Linked DNA regions of Pan troglodytes: region 1 is linked to region 2. Evidence: chromatin contacts called from public HiChIP or PLAC-seq data. All regions are on one chromosome and are shown on one strand. Each heading gives the region's core, a stretch centred on a gene start, on an enhancer-like site or on the middle of the called end of the contact. The rest is flanking DNA. Distances are from core to core; before and after follow the strand shown.

The links. HiChIP or PLAC-seq counts read pairs in DNA pulled down with a chosen protein or histone mark.
Region 1: an H3K4me3 HiChIP or PLAC-seq map of stem cell-derived excitatory neurons shows a contact between it and region 2, with 3 times the contacts expected there. The contact joins the promoter of LCN15 here to the promoter of NPDC1 in region 2. A contact is called at or near these places in 3 of 7 Hi-C or Micro-C datasets (blood, induced pluripotent stem cells and stem cell-derived neural progenitor cells) and 1 of 1 datasets of contacts at active chromatin or transcription factors (stem cell-derived excitatory neurons).

What each region holds. Positions count from the first base shown.
Region 1 is chr11:1,683,822-1,691,093 of NHGRI_mPanTro3-v2.0_pri, reverse strand. LCN15 (lipocalin 15) reads right to left here and starts at 4,235. Exons shown (of 7, transcript XM_063787381.1): 1 at 4,145-4,235. LOC129135988 (a long non-coding RNA gene) reads left to right here. Exons shown (of 4, transcript XR_008537212.2): 4 at 1-16.
Region 2 is chr11:1,401,446-1,408,714 of NHGRI_mPanTro3-v2.0_pri, reverse strand. NPDC1 (neural proliferation, differentiation and control 1) reads right to left here and starts at 2,868. Exons shown (of 9, transcript XR_010148524.1): 1 at 2,060-2,868. ENTPD2 (ectonucleoside triphosphate diphosphohydrolase 2) reads right to left here. Exons shown (of 9, transcript XM_016962218.4): 5 at 6,975-7,202; 6 at 6,357-6,611; 7 at 6,051-6,170; 8 at 5,122-5,256; 9 at 4,297-5,036. The coding sequence ends at 4,833.

The sequences.
Region 1 (7,272 bases), core at 2,986-5,485, 280 kb before region 2:
CCCGACCTCAGGTGATCCACCCACCCCAGCCTCCCAAAGTACTGGGATTACAGGCGTGACAGTATGCTCAGCCGAGAAAATGACTTTGACTTCATCCTCTTCGTTTACGTAGGGCATACACCAAGTAACCAATGGTAAACCGCTAGAGGATATTGAAACACCAGAAAATTCTGTAACCGGGGCCCTTGAGCTGCTTGCTCAGCCCGCTCCCACCCTGTAAGGAGTGCTTTCATTTTCAATAAATTTCTGCTTTTGTTGCTTCATTCTTTCCTTGCTTTGTTTGTGTGTTTTGTCCAATTCTTTGTTCAAAATGCCAAGAACCTGGACACCCTCCACTGGTAACGTGATGGGGGGACAGGGTCAGAGAAAGACCCTTGGCCCCCAGCATCGGGGAAGGGAAGGAGCCGAGGGCTTCTGCTTATGGCCTCCACTGGTCTTCAGGAGGTTCCAGTTCCCAGCCACGCCCCTGACAAGTTCACCTAAGCCAGCAGTTAGATACAGCAGGAAAACTGTGGGCAGCAAGCCACCCAGATGCCGAAGCAAGAGACCGAGGGCACGAGCTGTTCCAGTTTAATAAAATATATAAAATAATAAGAGTTATACTAGATCTAGATCATAGACATGATTATATATGAATATTATTAATCATTAGCTTGTAGCAATTACTCTTTATTCCAATATGATAATAATCCTTGCTGTACGATTATAACCTAGGAAAAACCAGGCCATACAGAGATAGGAGCTGAGGGGACATAGTGAGAAGTGACCAGAAGACAAGAGTGCGAGCCTTCTGTTATGCCAGGACAGGGCCACCAGAGGGCTCCTTGGTCTAGCGGTGACGCCAGCGTCTGGGAAGATGCCTGTTGCCAAGCGGACCGTGATCTAGCGGTAGCATCAGTGTCAAGGAAAAACACCTGCTACTTAGCAGACCCGGAAAGGGAGTCTCCCTTTCCCTGGGGGAGCTTAGAGAGGACTCTACTCCTCCACCTCCTGTGGAGGGCCTGACATCAGTCAGCCCTGCCCACAGTTATCCAGAGGCCTAACCGTCTCCCTGTGATGCTGTGCTTCAGTGGTCACGCTCGTAGTCCGCCTTCATGTTCCATCCTGTACACCTGGCTCTGCCTTCTGGATAGCAGTAGTCAATTAGTGAAAATACTAAAAGTCTCTGATATGCAGAAATAATGATGTAAGTTGTCTCTCTTTCTCTCTCTCCACCTTGGCTGCCAGGCAGGGAAGGGCCCCCCATCCGGTGGACACGTGACTCACGTCACCTTAACTATCATTGGAGATGACTCACACTCTTTACCCTGTCCCTTTTGCTTTGTATCCAATAAATATCAGCACAGCCAGACATTCGGGGCCACTACCGGTCTCCACGTCTTGGTGGTAGTGGTCCCCAGGCCCAGCTGTCTTTTCTTTTATGTCTTTTTCTTGTGTTCTTATTTCTATGCTCTCTCATCTCAGCACACAGGGAGAAACTCACCAACCCTGTGGGGCTGGTCCCTACAGAAGCCATCTACAAAACGCATACACCTGAGACGAGACTGAAATCCAGCATCCATGAGGAACTCCCAAGACCGAGTAATAAGAAAACAAGCCACTCCATTAAAAATAAAAAGAGGCCAGGTGTGGCATCTCACGCCTGTGATCCTCGCATTTTGGGAGGCCGAGGCGGGTGGATCACCTGAGGTCAGGAGTTCGAGACCAGCCTGGCCAACATGGTGAAACCCTATCTCTTCTCAAAATACAAAAATTAGCTGGGCATGGTGGCGGGCGCCTGGAGTCCCAGCTACTCAGGAGGCTGAGGCAGGAGAATCGCTTGAACCCGAAGTGAGGTGGGTGGGGGGAGGTTGCAGTGAGCGAAGATCGCGCCGTTGCACTCCAACCTAGGTGAAAGAGCAAAATTCCGTCTCAAAATATATATATAAACAAATAAAAATAAAAAGGCAAGAGATCTGAAAAGATACTCCACCAAAGAAAACATCCGGATGGGAGATGAGAACACGCTCAGCATCAGTCCATGGGAAGGTGCAACCTGGAAGCTTTTTGCGACCCCTCTGTGCACCTCGCAGACCACGGAAGGCGTTCCACAGAAACAGGCTCAATCCCTAGAGCCTGTGAGGGCCGGGAGTCAGCAGAGCTATCACCCTCTGCGGGAAGAACAAGACGGGACCACACTGCAAAACTTCCTGGCAGACTCTCATGCAGTGAAACATTCCACCAACCTACGTACTTATGGAGGTCTCCACCCGGGAGAAATGAAAACTATGTTTACAGCGAACTTGAGCACTTCTGCATGAGCAGCACGTGATGGACACTCAGGGGTAAAAGGAACGAAGGTGGCTGAATCCCAGGTGCACCCTGCAGAGGGACAGAAGCCAGGTGGAAAAGGCTGCGATCTGCGACTCCTTTTATAAGACGTTCTAGGACAGGTGAGCCCACAGGGCAGGGGGCTTCCCAGTGGCTCTGACGGCTGAGGTGCGGGCAGTGACTGACCGCAAGGGACCTTGAGGAAGCTTTGTGGGCACCAGAGCTGCTCTGTCGCACTTGCAGTGGTTCCATGAACATTTGCATTTGTCTAAACTCACACAACTGTGCCCTCAAAGGGGCGAATGCAGCTGTGCATATATCATACCTCAACTTTTATTTATTTGTGGTTTTTCTTCGTTTTCTTTTCTTCTTTTCTTTTTTTTTTTTTTTTTTTTTTGAGATGGAGTCTCGCTCTGTCGCCCAGGGTGGAGTGCTGTGGCGCAATCTCAGCTCACTGCAAGCTCCACCTCCTGGGTTCACGCCATTCTCCCACCTCAGCCTCCGGAGTAGCTGGGACCACAGGCGTCCACCACCATGCTCGGATAATTCTTTGTATTTTTAGTAGACACAGGGTTTCACCGTGTTAGCCAGGATGGTCTCGATCTCCTGACCTTGTGATCCACCTGCCTCGGCCTCCCAGAGTGCTGGGATTACAGGCGTGAGCCACCGTACCTGGCCTTGTTTTGTTTTTTAAGACGGGTTCTCACTCTGTCACTCAGGCTGGAGTGCAGTGGTGCAATCTCAGCTCACTGCAATCTCCACCTCCTGGGTTCAAGCGATTCTCCTGCCTCAGCCTCCCATGTAGCTGGGATAACAGTAGCCACCATGCCCGTCTAATTTTTTTTGCATGTTTAGTACAGACAGGATTTCACCATGTTGGTCAGGCTGGTCTCAAACTCCTGACCTCAGGTGATCTGCCCGCCTTGGCCTCCCAAAGTGCTGGGATTACAGGCGTGAGCCACTGCGCCTTGCCTTTTTTTCGTTTTTGACATAGTGAACTGGGGTCCTTTCTCAGAGCTCAGTCCCCTCCCACCCCAACCCCCATGCACTGCCCCCCCCGCCACCCCGCCACCCCCCCATGCACTGGCCCTCCCGCCACTCCGCCACCCCCCCATGCACTGGCCCTCCCGCCACCCCGCCACCCCCCCATGCACTGACCCCCCCGCCACCCTGCCACCCCCCCATGCACTGCCCCCCCCGCCACCCCGCCCCCCCATGCACTGCCCCCCCGCCACCCCGCCACCCCTCCATGCACTGCCCCCCGCCACCCCCCCAAGCACTGGCCCTCCCGCCACCCTGCCACCCCCCCATGCACTGCCCCCCCCGCCACCCCACCCCCCCCATGCACTGCCCCCCCCACCACCCCGCCACCCCTCCATGCACTGCCCCCCGCCACCCCCCCATGCACTGGCACCCCCGCCACCCCGCCACCCCCGCCATGCACTGCCCCCCCCGCCACCCCTTCCCCTTGAGCTCTTGCTGGGCTCCTGGCTCCTGCCCTGAGAGCTGCTCCAGTCCCCACCTGCTTGTTCTCCAGCCTCCGCTAATCCTCTGAGCTCAGATATTCTTCCAATAAATTCCCAATGGCTTCGGTCAGCCAGGGCTGCCACTCATCTGTCTCCCCAACGCCAGGCCTCGCCCCCACCCCGAGTGGCCCAGGCCCCTGCCACTGCAGCCTGCCTCTAATAGCACTTCCTAACCCAAGACCTCTGCCCTCAGAGGAGGAGGAAAAACCTTCCTCTCTCTCTTTGCCCTGCTGAGGGGGTCTGCCCTGCAGGATAACACCAGGGGGCCCCGAGCCCCCTCCCCTTCCCTGGGCAGCCTCATCACTCACGCAGCCTCATCTGCATGGCTCCCCTCCGCGTGCTGGTGGCGTCCCTCCATTCTTCCACCAGGGGGCGTCTGCTCTGCTCTGCTCTCTGAGCCCCGGGCTCCCCGCACCCCGCCTGCCCGCACCCCGCCTGCCTCTGGGTACATCGTTTCTTTCGGTTGGAGCTACCCCTCAGCGTCCCTCCTGAAAGTGTGTCAGCGCTGAGCCAGGATTGGAAAAAGAGATCGTCAACGTTTTATTCTGGTGATAATCCTCAAAATAAAATCATTACGAAGTCATGAATTCTCCCTGAATCATCATCTATAAACTTTTTTATCTTTATTTATTTTTTAAATTTTTCTGGAGACAGAGTCTCACTCTGTCACCCAGGCTGGAGTGCAGTGGTGCGATCTCGGCTCACTGCAACCTCCGCCTCCCGGGTTCAAGGGATTCTCCTGCCTCAGCCTCCCGAGTAGCTGGGATTACAGGCGCGTGCCACCACGCCTGGCTAATTTTTGTATTTTTAGTAGAGACGGGGTTTCACCATGTTGCCCAGGCTGGTCTCGAACTCCTGACCTTAAGTGATCCGCCTGCCTCGGCCTCCCAAAGTGCTGAGATGACAGGTGTGAGTCACCGTGCTCAGCTTATTTCTTTACTTTCTTAATAAACTTGCTTTCACTTTGTGGACTTGCCCCAACTTCTTTCTTGCACAAGGTCCAAGAACCCCTCTCCTAGCGTCTGGATCAGGACCCCAAGAATGAGAGAATGGGAAGGCGCAGGGCGTCCGACAGGACTTTCCGGGAGCATGTTTGCCTGACTCCAGGTGGGCCCTGTCGGAAGCTGGGTCAAAATGAAAGGCAGCTGCCAGTTACTATCCACGTCCTGGCCACGGGGGCCATTGCTCCGGGCTTGCTGTGGGCTTCCTGCTGGCTGCTGGAATCAGAGCTCTGTCCTGGTAGGGTCTGCTCATTGTCCATTTGCATATTCCCGTCTCCCACCATCCAGAAAACAATGTAACAGGAAGGGCACAGTGGCTGACGCCTGTAATCCCAGCACTTTGGGACGCCAAGGTGGGCAGATCACCTGAGGTCAGGAGGTCGAGACCAGCCTGACCAACATGGAGAAACCTCGTCTCTACTAAAAAGATACAAAAAAATTAGCCAGGCGAGGTGGCTCACGCCTGTAATCCCAGCACTTTGGGATCAGGAGTTCGAGACCAGCCTGACCAACATGGTGAAACCTCGTCTCTACTAAAAACATATAAAAAAAATTAGCTGGACATAGTAGTGGGTGCCTGTAATCCCAGCTACTGGGGAGGCTGAGGCACGAGAATCACTTGAACCCGGGCGGCGGAGGTTGCAGTGAGCCAAGATAGTGCCAACTGCACTCTCCAGCCTGGGTGACAGAGCGAGACTCTGTGTCAAAAAAAAAGAAAAAAGAAAAAAAAAAAAAAGAAAACAGTGTAGCAGGCAAAGGTTTGATTTCCACACCAAAGCCTAACTCTGAGAGCGTGGTTTTCTTCCAGATTCTCTCTAAATACTAATTTCAGGGAAGACAGGCCCATTCCCAGCCTCCTGGAAATCCTTCTCAACGCAGATCTTGAGTCTGTGGTCCCTCCCATGGTCCTCCCCACCAGCACTCTGCTGTAGCTCTCAGGCTGCTCTGCCACCTCCCCTCCCCATCTACCTGCTCAAGGACTGGCCCGTTTGCTGTCTTGGGTGGAAGGGACAGTCCTGAACTCTCTTCTTCAAAGTGACAGTTTAATTCTCCACCCCTTAAATCTTGGCGGGAGGGGCACCTTGTGACTGCTTTTGTAACTGAACACACATTCAGCTGCTCAAAAGCCAAAACTCAAGAGACGGGAGTTGGTGGGAAGAAAGCAATTTATTCAGACAGCCAGCAAACCAAGAAGATGGTGGACTAGAGTCCTAATGTGCCATCTCAGGTGGGTACAAATTTCAGGCTCTTTTTATGTTAAGGGCAGAGAAAGATAAGGTGGTTAGGATCAAGAAGTGGTCTACAGTCAGGTGCGGTGGCTCACGCCTGTAATCCCAACACTCCCACTTCGGGAGGCCGAGGCGAGCAGATCATCTGAGGTCGGGAGTTCGAGACCAGCCTGACCGACATGGAGAAACACCGTCTCTACTAAAAATACAAAATTAGCCGGGCATAGTGGCGCATGCCTGTATTCCCAGCTACTCTGGAGGCTGAGGCAGGAGTATCACTTGAACACAGGCAGAGGTTGCAGTGAGCTGAGATGGTGCCATTGCACTCCAGCCTGGGTGACAGAGCAAGACTCCGTCTCAAAAAGAGGTGACCTACATCTGGGTGGGGTGGCTCAAACCTGTAATCCCAGCACTTTGGGAGGCCAGGGCAGGTGGACCACTTGAGCTCACAAGTTCGAGACCAGCCTGGGCAACATGGTAAAACCCTGTCTCTACAAAAAATACAAAAATTAGCCTAGCATGGTGGTGTGCACCTGTAGTCCCAGCTACTCAGAAGGCTGAGGTTGGAGGATGACTTGAGCCCAGGAGGTGGAGGTTGCAGTGAGCCAAGATGGCACCACTGCACTCCAGCCTGGGTGATAGACCTTGTCAAAAAAAAAAAAAAAAAAGAAGTGACCTATGAGCACAGACATCTGGGCACCAGCAAGTCTGAGGAGGTTGGGAACCTCTTTGTCCTTAGTCAGGTCGCAATGCTTTTACACATATTTAATAAAATATTGTTAGTTGTTTATATACTTTCAACCTCAGAGTTAGTTTTTAAAACTACATGATTACTGTTTTTCCATATTATCTCAGTGCTCCGAAATTATCCTAGCCTACGTGCAGGATGGGTAAAGGCCCCTTGAAAACAAACGGAGTGAGTTATGTTAGTTCTACTGTTTTACTGTTATACTTTGGCCAATTGAATACAGTGGAAGGGATGCTGTGCCAGTTTGGGGAGTGGCCTGGAAACTGCTGGAAACTGCTAAACTGGCCTGGAGACTGCTACTTCCTGTGTCTTCGAAGTCCACTGGCACATGAGAAGTACAACTGCTCAGAGGCAGCCATGTTGAAAGGAAGCCCAAGCAGCCACGTGAACACCCTGGTTTACAGGCCAGCAGATCCCCCAGCAACAGCCATCATTAGCTGCCAGCTACTTCCTGCAAC
Region 2 (7,269 bases), core at 1,619-4,118:
ATGAGGGGCGCAGGCCATGGTGCCAGCTGACACATGTGGCTAATCAGTCTTATCCTGGTGCTGGAGAACGGGGCGAGGGGGCAATGGCCCTCTGCCTCAGTTTCCCCTCTGGGATATAGCTGAGTTGCCTCAAAGCTAAGGAATGTCCCCAGTCACAGCAAGCCAGTGGAGCCAGGGGAACCCCAGCAGGGCCATCAACCCTGCCTGGGGAGTCTGCGGTGGCACCTCTGGCTAACCAGGACTCTTCCTCTCTGCCCAGCCCCACACTGCACACTGCAGGCAGGGCCACCGGGGCCACACGGGGCATCGTCCTTCTCCAGACCTTGGTTGGCTGGCTTGGTTTCCTTGGTAACCTGACCCTCAGGGCCCTCAGGCTGTCCGCCTTCCTTCAAGGCAGTTCCAGCAGCCGCAGTGGCAGGTGGGCACAGGAGACAACGCCAGGCACCGCACACCCTCCACGAGCTGGGGCAGCAGCCTCCAGTATCAGTGGGCCGGGACTTGGGCACGTTAAACATTAAACCTGTGCCAGCAGGTCCACCTGGGCCCACCCGCCAACTTGGCACCTGGGGAGTGAGGCAGTCCCCGCTCCTGTGCTGATACCCCACCGTCCACCACGCCAAAGGCAGGGGCCTGAGGTACAAAGCTGGCTCTAGGGTCTGGGTTCCAGGCCCCTCCCAGCCCTTTTCCCCAGCCCAGGAGCTTCCATCCCCCACTTCCTCCTCCTGAAAAGAGGTCCCAGGAACAAGAGCAGCTGGACAGTGGCTGGCACACCCCCCTCCACCCGCCAACGTCTGGGGTGCCTGAGGGCCCTCCCTTCCAAGCACTGGGCACTGGGAATGGGAGGAGTTGCCTAGGGAGGGCCCTGCCAGGTCTCCCGATGAGGCAGACACGAAGCTGCAGAGGCCGGTGAACTGAGGACTGGCACCAGCCACCCACCCGGGCTCAGCACAGCAGCTGCAGCCCCGTTTCCTGAATGGGTGGCCTCCGCCTTTCCTGGCTGAGCACACTCTGATTCTCGGAAGCCTCTCCTGTTCATGCCCACCTCCCATCCAGGGGCACCGAGCCCAGGAGGAAGCCGGCCTCACTCTGGCCCCTTGAGGCCACACACACAGAACCAGGCTGCCCAGGACAGCGCCTCAGCTGTGCCACAACCCACTTAACTTCTCCATGCCTCGGATTCCTTGCCTGTAAAATGGGCTCACAGCACCTCTTCTGCAGGGCTGCCAGGAGTACTGTACGAATGCAGTCGCAAAGTCTCCCAGTTCAGTCCCCCCAGAAAAACGTCAGCTTTGCATCCTGGGTTCCTGCAGGGAGCTCTGCTCTCTGGACCCTCAGGACCCATCTGTGCAGGTGAGAGGGTGTCCCAGGACCCTGGGCTTATCACCCTCCTCCGGAGTCCACCTGCAGCCCTCAGTCCCAAAGACAGAATGCCAGTGCCCTCGAGGGCAGGGGATGCAGGCGGAGGCTCTGAGGCTGCAACAGTCTCCCTCCTATTGAAGCTAGAACAGCACCCCGAGCCTGCGCCATAAGTGCCCCCAGAACTTCAGCGCCCACCATGGCGCACAAGGCCGGTGCCCAGCGCCACCCAAGGCGTGAGGACAGGCAGAGCAGCACTGAGGCCCCGACCCCGGGACGCGCACCGGCAGCGAAGCCGGCGGGCACTCAGGGCCAGCCCCACACCCGCAGGAGCCCCGAACACGGAGACACAGAGACGCACACAGGCAGACTCCCGGCGGGCCCGCCCAGAGCCAGATGGCCGCGGCGCGGAGGCCTGAGCCAGACGGGCTCCCGGCGGAAGAAGCCATGAATGTAAGGTACGCCTCTGGGAACCGGCAGAAGCCCCATCCGGCGCGGCCTTTTGGAGGCTCCGCGCTGCGCCCTCCGGCCAGGCCTGTTTATTCCATCGTGGGCGAGGCGGGGCCGCCGCCACCAGCGGACCAGGCCTGCAGGGCCTGCGGGCCTGGGCAGGACGAGGGCGGCGGCGCCCGGCAACCCGGTCCCCGCCCGGCGATCCCGGCCCCGGGGCGCCCCGCGGCCTGCGCCCAGCGCGCTCGCTCACCCGGGTGGCCGGCGGCGGCTCCACGCAGGGCGGCGCCGAGGACGAGGCCGGAGAGCAGCAGCCGCAGCAGCCGCAGGTGCCGCGGGGAGGGCGGAGGCAGCGGCGTCGCCATCCTTCAGCGCCGCCGCCGGGGCAGCATGGCACCGCGAGGCCAGGGGCTCGGCGCGGGCTCCGGGCTCCGCGTCGGGAGCAGCGGAGGCAGCGGGGGAGGACGCAGGAGGAAGAGGAGGCGGATGCCAAGGAGGAGGAGGAGGAAGAGGAAAGGCACGGGCGGCGGCGCTGACGCTGCAGCAAGGATCCGGGATGGAGGCGCCGGCGAGGCGCGCACGCGGAGACTGCGCCTGCGCGCTCCACCTGAGGGGGCGGGAGGGCGGCTCCAGACTGCGCCCCCTCCCCCTGCTCCAGTTCTGGTCCCCTCTCCGGGCCTCGCTGGACCTCTCTCGGCCTCAGGGTGTCTCGGCACCTGCGGTCTCTGGGGCCGGTGCGGTTCCCAGAAGTCCGGCTGGGTTTGGGCCGCGGGTGGGCTTCTCCAGGATGCGCTCCCTTCTGGCCTCTTCCCGGTAGGACTCCGAGCCCCTCACCCGCACCCGCGATGGGGCAGAGGACCTGTGTGGGCCTAGCCTCGCGAGCGCACAGAGACACAGGAGCGCCGGGCGCACGCAGACAGGTGCTCACGAGCTGGGCAGGTGCACAGGAAGGCACAGGTGTGCCCACAGAGGCAGGGGCACCCCCACTCGCGGGAAAAGCAAATACAGGAACACAGAACGGCCCCGGCCCCGACTGCAGCTTTGGCTGGAGCCGCGGCGGCCGCGCGCAGTGAGGCCACCAGGGGGCAAGAGTGATCCGGAGCCACTGAGGACTGGAGCTGGGAGCTGTCCAAGGTGTTCAGGGTCCCCAGGTGACAGCCCTTTAGCTCCCTCAGGACAATGGGCATCTTTTTTTTTTTTTTTTTTTTTTTCTTTGAGACAGCGTCTCTGTCGCCTAGCCTGGAGTGCAGTGGTGCCATTTCGGCCCACTGCAACCTCCACCTCTCGGGTTCAAGTGATTCTCGTGCCTCTGCCTCCTGAGTAGCTGGGATTACAGGCGCATGCCACCATGCTGGGCTAATTTTTGTATTTTTAGTACAGACGGGGTTTCACCATGTTGCCTCAGCTGGTCTTGAACTCCTGACCTCAGGTGATACGCCAGCCTCAGCCTCCCAAAGTGCTGGGATTACAGGCGTGAGCCACTGTGCCCAGCTGACAACGGGCATCTCTGATGCCCCCCTTGCACCTCACCTGTTGCCTCCCAAGAGCACGCCCACCCCATCCCACTAGAAACCTCCTTTGACTAGTCATTCAGAGAACAAGAGTGAGACCTCCAACCCGGGGTGTCCCCTTGGTCCTTCCAGTCTCAGAACTTCAAAGCTGGGGCTGGCTGCCCTCAGGTTTATCAAATGACTTTTAAAAAATGGTGAAGAGGGGAGGGAAGAGCAGAATAAGAACCACCACCCTCCTCGCCAGGGCACTGAGCATAGAGACAGTGTCTAAGCTCACTTCCCAGGAAGGTGAGGAGGCGAGTGGGCAAGACCAGGCCTTCCCATCCTGGAGAAAACTGGCTTGGGGAGGGGCTGCAGGGCCTGGCTGGGGCTGCAGGATGCCTTTTGGAGGTGCAGGACACTCAGTCCCAGGTGAGAAGGGCAAGGTGCCCTGTGCCATTGCATGGCTCGGCTCCACAGCCAGGTTCTGTGCAAGATTCCTGCCTATGGGTCCCGGTCCTGATCTCATCTCCCACCCCTGTGCCACCTCCTGATGTGGGCCTGCCCTCCCTCCAGTCTCTACCAGCACTGACTGCCCCCTAGGAAGCCGCCTGGCTGGCTGCCACCCACTCTCCGCCACCTCCCTGACCTCTACCCTCACCCCCAGGCTCACTGTACCAGGACCCAACCTTCAGTCTGGCCTTGGTCACCAACGCAGATCCGGATGTGATGGTTTTGGGGAACTCTGCTGGCCAGAGAAGACTCAAGGGCCCAGGAACATTCCCTCGGGCCAGCCATCCTGCAGCTACTCTAGGCTGCCACGGCACAGCAGGGCAGCAGCCAGTGCCCCAGGCCTGGCTCCAGAGCAGAAGGCAGTAGGGAGGGATGGTGTCCACCCTCAGGACCAAGGGCAGGCCCGTGCGGCTAGAACAGCGGGAAGGTGGGGGCACAGGCCACAGCAAGGATGCCCCACCCCACAGACACTCTCCTTTCACGTCTCTAGGAAAAACTTTTTATTACAAAATTTTTACAAGTAGGTGCTGGGCTGGCTGCCAGCCCGTGGGCTGTGACCCTCCCCAGTACAGACCCAGACTCCACAGAAGGAGCCTCTAAGGGCTGATTCTCAGGACCAAGGCCCCACTCTCTGGAGACCCAGCCCTGAGGAGGATGAGGAGGAGCACGGGGCCTGCAGTGATGCCCAGGCTGAAGCGGGCTGGAGGGGTTCAAGGAGCTGGATTGAGCGCTCTTTGCCCACCCAGGCTCCTGTGGGTACCAGAGTCTCAGTTCCTATTTCCTGGGCTGCCTTAGGGGCAGAGACGCTGAGGGTGGGGTGGAAGGATGGAGAAGACAGTGGTGGGGTGGAGCGGTGGGGGATAGAGGGTGGGTGGAGGAATGCAGGATACAGGGGTGGGGAGAGAGGTTGGGAGAGGGGTGGGGATACAGGGGTGGGGGGTACAGGGGTTGTGGGAGGGGTGGGAGTACGGGGTGGGGATACAGGGGTTGGGGGAGGGATGGAGCAGCTGCCCCCGTCGGCCCCTAAATGGTGCTTGGCAGCTTGGCGGAGTGCACCTGACGCAGCAGCAGGACAAGCGCAGCCAGGAGCGCGGAGGCGAAGAGCAGCAGGAGGACGACCCAGGAGCTGAAGTCTGTGCCCTTGCGCAGCCCCGGCGGGTCGGCGGGGATCAGGTTGGTCAGGTTCAGCATGTAGCCGAGCGCCCAGCCCACTGCAGTGTCCGCGGCCTGCGGCGAAGGGCGTGGCCTCAGCTCCCGAGAGGCCCCGCCCCGCAGGGTCGGCCCCGCCCCGCCCCGCCCCGCCCCAGCCCACCTTCTTCTGGAAGATCACGCCGCCGAAGGCGCGCTCGTCGAAGCCGTAGCCGCGACTCAGCAGCTGCTGCACGAACATGGCCCCGGCGCAGTAGTCGGCCAGGCGGGCCCGTTGCCCTGGCACCCGAGCTTGCAGCTGGGACGCGGGCGGGACACCGTCAGGCAGGCGACCACCAGGAGGTCTCGGCCCCACGGGGAGAGGGGGCGGGCGGCGTGCTTCACCCCTCCCCAGACACACACGGGCCGTGCGAGGCCAGAGACCACCACACAGGCCCGGACATGAATGGCAAGACCGAGTCCGAGGGGCACCCCCGGCAGGGCACGCTTCCATCCCTCCCCAGCCAGCGCCCATGCCTGGAAGGCCAGTGAGGAGGGACAGCAGGCATGGCCACCAGGGAGCAGGAGGCAGCAACACCTTGGTGTGTGGCCAGGGGAACAGGACGAACTCCAGGCCTGAGTCTGCCCGCTGGCTCGCCGCCTGTCCCCACCTCCCTCACCCCAGTCTGTCTGAGACTAGGCCCTGGGAGGACAAAATGGGGCCTCGCTCACCACCCCGGTCCTGGGACGACTCGTACGTTTCTCTTGGAGTCTCCGGTGGGCACACTCCCGGTGCCCAGACCCACTTCCATCTTCCCTTGTGTGGTACCATGGAGGGAACCAGTGGCAGAAGCCAGAAACCTGGGCACCGGCCTCCCCCTGCCCTCCAGATCTGGGATGAGGGTCGGGCCTGGCGAAGCTTCTCCAACCCGCCCGACTTGTTCACAGCCTCCCGGCCACAGCCACACCACCTCTGGAGTCAGCCTAATGCCTGCCATCGCCCCCACTGCAGCGGGTGCTCCGAGAGGCCTGTCCATGCAGGGCTGGGGAGGCATGTGGAGGCGGAGGCTGAGCCCTTCCGCACAGCCCTGAAGGAGTGGGAGCGGGGCTCACCTGAGCCCAGGTCTGGTTGCAGACATTCACTGCGGCTGCCTCCAGCTGCTGCAGGGTGGCCACGGGCAGCCCCATCGAAGTCCGCAAAAAGTCCACAGTGTAGAAGAAGGCAGAGAAGGCCTGTAGGGGGCGCAGTCACACTGTGACCGGACCCCAGCGGCTCAGAGCACCTGCCGCCACCCGCCTGTCCCTACCCACGACAAAGTTCCCAGCCACCCGCCTGCCCTTACCCACGACAAAGTTCCCAGCCACCCGCCTGCCCTTACCCACGACAAAGTTCCCAGCCACCCGCCTGCCCCTACTCACCACAAAGTTCCCAGCCACTGGGGGCTGGAAGACCCCATTGAAAGAGCATCGGGAGAAGGGGCAGGAGGAGAAGCTGAAGAGCCCAGAAACCAGATCTCGGCAGAGGTGGGGGTCACTGCTCCCTGACAGGCTGACCCTAGCACTGCTGTTGAAGGTCTGGGGCCGCTGGGCCATGGTGCATGGTGACTGGTACACATCCCCGAGCAGCACTTGGGTGGAAAAGCCCCTCGGCCAGCAGGGGTGGAAGCCGTGGGTCTGGGGGAATCACCAGCGTGACAGGGTGGCACCACCGCCGCTCCAGAGGACCAGCCTGACGAACCTCCCACAGGTCTCACTCTGGCAACTTCACTTTTGTGCTCAGGGGCAATCCATGGCTCCCCACTGCCTGCTTGACAGATCCCAACGCCCCTGACCAGGCTCCCTCTGAGAGCCGTCCCTGGCCCTCCCTTCTCCAGGCCCAGCCCAGCCACTGGGCCTTTGCTCATGCTCTGACCCTCCCACCTGTCTTTCAAGCCAATTAAAGCCCAGCGTGGAGAAGCCTTCCACAGCACAGTGGCTGTCCAGGCTCTGCTCCAGGAGGGAACAGTGCAGTGCAGGTGAGCCAGGGTGGAGGGGTACCTGGAGGGCGCTGGCCAGCAGCCTCTGGAGGACCTGGTCACGGCCATAGCAGAGGAAGCTGTGGGTGTAGACTCGGTAGTGCTGGCCGTAGAGATGCAGCTGGACCTCGCTGGCTCTGTCCTCAGCTGGACTGGTTGTCTCAAAGGTGATCTGGGTAGAGGCACCCCCCAGGTCCATGGCCCCCAGTGTCCCCTTCCGTGGCCGGAACCACCGGCCCACCCAGCCGTACTGTGGAGAGGGGAGTGTGGGGTCAACCAGGGGCCGAGGGCGCCCATGCCCCCTGGCTCTTTGGCTG